2 separate regions of the Canis lupus genome follow, and region 2 is linked to region 1. Evidence: chromatin contacts called from public Hi-C data. All regions are on one chromosome and are shown on one strand. Each heading gives the region's core, a stretch centred on a gene start, on an enhancer-like site or on the middle of the called end of the contact. The rest is flanking DNA. Distances are from core to core; before and after follow the strand shown.

Region 1 (2,927 bases), core at 76-2,575:
CTGCTCCACACCCTCCTTGAATGCCGAGTTCAGTGTCTGCTCTCAGAGAAGGGGGGGCTGCGGGGGGTAGGGCCTGGGTTTATTTCATTGTCGCTCCTTGGGGTGATGGGGAGGAGCAAACTCCACTTGCTCCCAGGAGGCACCGCAGTGGGCCTGAGCAAGCCCATGGCCTGCTGGCCCCCATCGGAGTGCGACGCTCCCCCCAGCTGCATTTCCTACCCTGCAAGCCACCAAGGATACTTCTCAGCCACTTTGGGGAAAGTGAGTCCACAGCACAAAGGGAGCAAGCCCCCAGGGTGAGGTGTTCCTCCGGGGTGGGGGAGTAGGTCAGGTCACTGGTAGCCCACACTCCCACCCCATCCCCATCAAACGCGGATGGCCGCCCAGCCCCAGGTGTCCTCGTACTTGGTCGGGACTGAGTTCAGACCTCAGGCTGGGTAGAGAGTGGTCCAGACAGCTCCAGCCTGTGGACTGACCATAGGGGACCTGGGCCCCGCACCAGGCCACTGCCATGCAGTTCAGCTGTCTGCTCAGGACCAAGGTGCTGAGCTTGTGGCCCAGGACAGGCCTGGACAGGGCCACCACTGAGCAGGAGGGGGCCAGATGCCCATGGGCACAGCAGCAGGGGCTCGGCAGCCCCTCCAGGCCCTCCAGCCACCTCCGAGGCCCTCTGCCATGGTCACCGGTTTCTGATGAGGAAGCCACAGGGGCTTCCCAGGCCAGACAGGCGGCTGCCCCGGCAGCCAGCAAGGCCTGGCGCCGGCCTGCCCCTGCCTCCCCAGCCGCTAGGCCTGCGGCAGCTCCCACAGGGCAGCCAGCATGGCAGGGATCCCGGAGCTGGAGGGAGGGCCGCCCCTGGGCCTGTGCCCTCTGCCACGGGGCTCCAGCACAGCCGCTCTGAGGGGAGGGAGAGGGCCTCGGCCGCTGCAGGCACAGCTGCCTGGGCCAGCAGGGGACACGAGCAGCCCCAGCACGCCTGCGGCCCCTAGATGGGGGGAACAGGGGACAAGAGCAGCCAGCCCCTGGGTGAGGGGGTGGAGGACAGGAGTGGCCCCTGGGTGGGGAGGGACTGGAGCAGTCCCTGGGTTGAGGGGGAGACAGGAGCGGCCCCTGGTGGGGGGCGCTCAGCCTGGGACACCCGGGAGGCAGGAGGCGTGAAATGGGGTCCAGCGCGGCAGGGCCTGGGGGCCTGGGCGGCAGGAAGGGGAAAGGTGACGTCATTGCCGCCTGGAATCTGCTGTTTGGAGGCGTCGCCATGGAGACCGGAAGGCTGGGGCGGGTAAAAATAGCAAACCCAAGAGGGTGTGCGTTCCAAGAACTCGAGTCTCTGAAAAGAAAGAAGCCGTGGTCTTGTTTCTCGCGGGGACAGAGGCCCCCGGGCGGGGGCCGGGGAGGGGCCGCGGCGTTTCCGGCTCCCGGTGTCCCCGCAGCCCCGGGAGCTTTGTCCCCAAGCAGGGCGCGGTGAGCCCTGGCCTGGCAGAGCCGTCTGGAAGTCCCAAGCACGGGCACCTTGGGCGGGGGCAGGGGACCATTAGCTTGGGACTCGCTCGGCTGGGTTTCCTCCCGCCTTTGCCTTCAAGGCAAGAGGAAACTGAGGGCCTCCCACCCCGTCCAGGCCCACGGCCGCCCCCACCCAGGGGCAGGGAGGCCCCCAGCCCCTAGCCACCAGTTCTCCTCCCAAGCGGGGCAGTGCCCTGCCCTGCCCCTCACCGCCCCGCTATGCCCCGCACCCCCTGCCTGGGTGTCCCTTCAGCCGTGTCCTCTGCGGGTCACCCTCAGTCCCCTTCCCAGAAATGAGGTAGGGGGTCCAAGGTCCCTGGGCCCCTGTCCTCCAACGGTGGAAGACAGAGAGTCGGGAGGAGCCCCTGCAGCCGTGATGGGCTCCCCAGGCTGGTGCCCACGTCCAGGAAACCTGACTGTACCCATGGGGGCTCCTGTCCTCCAGGTGGCCCTCACTGGGGGCAGAGGCTGGGCACTCTGTTCTGACCAAAGTGAAATGTAGCTACTGTTCCTCCCAAGAGCACAAGTCCTGGTTGAACTGTCTTTGGGCTTGGGGCCCATGGATGACCCAGGTGTCCTTAAGGGAGCCAAGAGCACAGAGTGATGGGTACCTGTGGGGGTGACTCCCAATCCCGGGAGAGAGGAGAGAGAGCCTGTGCTCTACCTGGGGTGATGACCTTAGGGGCAGCAAGCACTCTTGCCCTGGGGAAATCCCTTCCTTTATTCCTGCGGCGGGGGTGGGGCTGAGTGAGGATGCCCTGCAGGATGCTTCTCCTACTGCCCAAGGACCCACAGTCCCTGGTCTTCGGAAGATGTCTGGTTCTTAGAGGGGTAGGGGCTGGGGCCTGGGCTGAGCAGCTCCTCTCCCTGCATCAGGCGAGAAGGCCCTGGGAACATGAGGGTCTCGCCTCTTAGGCCCAGATCCCCTTGGCTGCTGGTGGCTGGTGGTTGGAGCAGGAGGGGGAAATAAGCCCCGTGCAGGGGGAGCTCATTCCCCCAAGAAATAGCTCACATGCCTTATGTAATGAGTGAGCTCACTCACAGGCCTGCCAGGAATGACGGCAGGAGGCAGGAGGGCGGGAGGGGGCCTGCTCGGGGAACCAAGTGTGTCTCTGATTTACAATTTACAATTTTCAGGGAGAGGAGCCTGCGGCCTTGCCTCCTGGAGAGAGGGGCCTGGGCTCTGGGCCCAGGGTGGGAGATGACAGGCCTGGGTCCTCCTGGTGCGGGAGAGGGCCCGGGAGGGGCCTGGTGCTGTGGCCAGGCCCTAGTATGCAGTCCTGGCTACCTCCACCAGCCAGGTGCTGAGAGAACCTCCATAAATCATCCAACGTTTTCTAGGGAGCACCTCAGGGAGCCTCGGAGGAATGGGCACTCTGCCCCTCACCCTCCTGCGCTACCTCCGCCTCATGGGACTCTCAGGATGT
Region 2 (3,001 bases), core at 295-2,794, 140 kb after region 1:
GGAGGTATGGGGGCCCAGGCTCCCCAAGGACATGGGCTGTCGGTGCAAGGGGCAGCTGTGGGAACAGGCCAGAGACAGTTCTCACCGTGTTTCTTTCCTCCTTTCCATTCTCCTTCATATCGAAAGAAAGAGTTCGGGTACACGTAGACACCATACCCTGAATGTTGAAAAGATGGATGGTGAGCACATGGTGCCACAGGTGACCTGGCTGACGACTGGGCACCGAGTGGGGGTTACAGGATGCGTGAGCCCAGACACTGGGAGGGGGTGCAGGATGCAAGAGACCGGGCACTGAGGGGGGAGGATGCAAGATACAGGAGCCTGGGTACTGGAAGGGGGTGTGAGATGCAGGAGCCCGGGAACTGAGGAGGAGCACTGGGGAATGTGAGATGCGGGAACCGGGCACTGAGTGGGGGGTAGTACAAGATGCAGGACCCCAGGCACTGGTGGGGGGTGCAAGATGCAGGAGCCCAGACACTAAGTGGGGGCACGGGTGTGTGTGCGTGTGCAGGATGCTTGAGCTCGGGCACTGGGAGGGGGCGCTAGATACGGGAGCCCAGGCACTGCAGGGTGGTGAGGGATGCAGGAGCCTGGGCACTGAGTGGGGTGTGCAAGATGCGGGAGCCCGGGCATTGAGGGGGGTGCAGGATGCTTGAGCTGGGGTACTGGGAGGGGATGCGGGATGTGGGAGCCCGGGGAACTGAGAGGGGTACGGGATGCGTGAGCCCGGGCACTGGGGAGGGGTACTGGGGGCTGCAGGATGCGAGACCCCGGACACTGGGGCGCGGGGGGGGGGGTGCGGGATGCGGGAGCCCGGGGCCCCGAGAGGCCGCGGCGTGTAGAGGGGCGGCATTTGCGGAGTGCAGGCGAGGGGAAGGAGTCAGCCCTGGGGTCCCTCCGCAGGCATTGAGCTGCGGCGTCGGGTCCCCTCCGCACAAAGTCCACGCCTGCAACAGCCAGCCCGGCGGTTCCCGGGAAGGCGGGCCCCCTCCCCACCAGCCCGTGTCCACGGCGGGACGTGGACAGCGTGGTCGCCAGACTCCCGTATCGTCCACGGAGAGGCTGGGGCTCCCCGGGGCTCCCCCCGCCCCGGACACGATCGTGTGGATCTACGAGCAGCGCCCGCCGCTCCTCCCAGAGCCCTCGGGGACTGCCGGGGTGCTCGAGGCCCGTCTCCCCCCGCCCCCATCGCGGACGGAGACCCGGCCCCCGCCTGCAGCCATTACCGTCCCGCGGCGGCCTCCTCCGCGGGTCCCGGGACGACCGACTGGAGCTCGGGTTCCCTCCGCCCGCGGCTGCCATCTTGCCGCTTCACGTTTCCTTAGCAACCAGCAAAGCTCTCCTCCATTGGCTGGTGGGTCAGTCCCCGGGCGGTAGCAATCTCTGGACTGGAGTTCTGCCGGCCCGGAGCCCGAAGACACAAGGACGCATGCGCAGCACGGCGCGTTTCCGCCGCTGACGTCCCTTCCGTCGAGGGGACCGCCCCGCCAACGGCCCGGGCACCTGCACCGGAAGCGGAAATGGTTGGAGGCTCCTAGCTCCGCCCCGACGGCCATCTTGGAGGCTCCGGAGGCGGTGCCGCACGGGACAGAGCGGAAGTATTCGGCTGGCCCTTCCCGGACCGTGCGAAGCGCCGGCGCGGCCGCCTGCCCGCGTCCTCCTTCCCGCGGCCCTCGGAGACCGCGCTCGGCCGCAGGGAGCGGCGAGGTGCCGGCGGCGTCAGGGGTCCGGGCGGGCGGGGCTGGGAGCGGGGCGCGGGGCGCGGGGCGGGCGCGGGGCTGGGGTCGCGGGGTCTCGGGGCCCCCGGGGGCGCGCAGGGACCGCCCTCCGCCCCCGCCCGCGGGCGCGGCCCGGGAGGGGTCGGCTGCCACCCTCCGGCTCGCGGGCGGACGTCCGCCCTTCCCCGTCGGGTCCCTGCTCGGTCCCGGGGCTGGTCTGCGGGGTCTGGGTGGGAGTGCGGCCGCTCAAGGTGATCTCAGGAACGCCGCAGGTTGCGGCCGCAGCAGCCCAGGCTCTCGGGCCCCCGCAGCCGCCCTCGTCCGGGGGCCGCCGTCGGCTCCGCTCCCTCGTGTCCTCCGAGTCCGGGCGGCCGGGAGCCCGAAGTTTTCCCGTGGACTTGGTCTTGCCCTCGGCGGGGAAAGAGCCTGAGCCAGCAGGTCCCGGAGGGCGGGGAGGTCAGGGCCGGGGAGACCTCAGGGCGGCCGTGTCCGCAGGCGGGAGTCGCCGAGAGCCAGTGAGTGACGTGCGGAAGGGCATTTGAGCGGAGGGAGCGGCGCCGAGGTTGCAGGTGGGCCTGGGAGGAGGAGCGAGTGGATGACCCGGATGCCCAGCCGGGCTCTGGAAATGCCGCGGTTGCTGTGTGCTGGGGCCGGGGGCCCGGACGGGGCCCACAGAGATTCGTGCGCGGCTTCAGGCGTGACGCTCGCGGACTTTCCTTGGGACGCCTGTGTTTTGTTTTTGACTGTTTTGTTTGTGATTGAGCATAAAGCACTTATATCCAACAGGTAGTTGACTGGTACCTTCTGTGTAGCAGGCCTTTTTAGGGGGCAGGACGCAACCGTGGCCCAGACAAGGTTCCCCCCCGCTCTAATAGGAAATAAAGAAACACTAGGAAGGTCGGAAAAGGTTGGTTACATAAAGTAAAGACAAGGTGATGTGACCTGGGGATGGATGACAGGGCGGCCTTTCCGAAAAGGTGATCCTCAGACGGAGCAGAGGGAAGGGGATCGCAGTGGGAGGAGCTGGGGGGAGCCTGGCCCCAACCCACAGGCATGGCCGCGCTTCGGAGGAGGCCTCTCAGTCCCGGGGTGCCAGGTTCTCGGGGCTCACAGCCGGGTCCCTGCAAGGACCCTTTGAGGATGGTGCCCAGATGCTGTCGCCCCATGTCGCAGCTTGGAATGAAGGGTCGCTTGTGCCACACCGCTATAGGAAGCGATGGAACCGGACTCCAGAAGGGGACAGCTTGACTCCGGAGTTGGTGTTGGCGTGCTTCAAGTCTCTG

The links. A called contact is a pair of places that touch in the nucleus more often than the background predicts.
Region 2: a Hi-C map of blood shows a contact between it and region 1, with 4 times the contacts expected there. The contact joins the promoter of RER1 here to the enhancer-like site in region 1. A contact is called at or near these places in 2 of 9 Hi-C or Micro-C datasets (amygdala and blood).

Annotation. Positions count from the first base shown.
Region 1 is chr5:57,609,511-57,612,437 of UU_Cfam_GSD_1.0, forward strand. No RefSeq gene overlaps it. Among named protein-coding and RNA genes, the nearest start is that of SKI, 10 kb to the right of the region's middle. Within about 2 kb of position 1,326, at least 13 of the 20 cell types and tissues checked have an H3K27ac peak or open chromatin away from gene starts, as enhancers often do. A contact at or near this core is called in blood, where this site is marked.
Region 2 is chr5:57,752,276-57,755,276 of UU_Cfam_GSD_1.0, forward strand. RER1 (protein RER1) reads left to right here and starts at 1,545. Exons shown (of 7, transcript XM_038537697.1): 1 at 1,545-1,725. MORN1 (MORN repeat-containing protein 1) reads right to left here and starts at 1,601. Exons shown (of 15, transcript XM_038537691.1): 1 at 1,227-1,601; 2 at 86-157. The coding sequence starts at 1,302.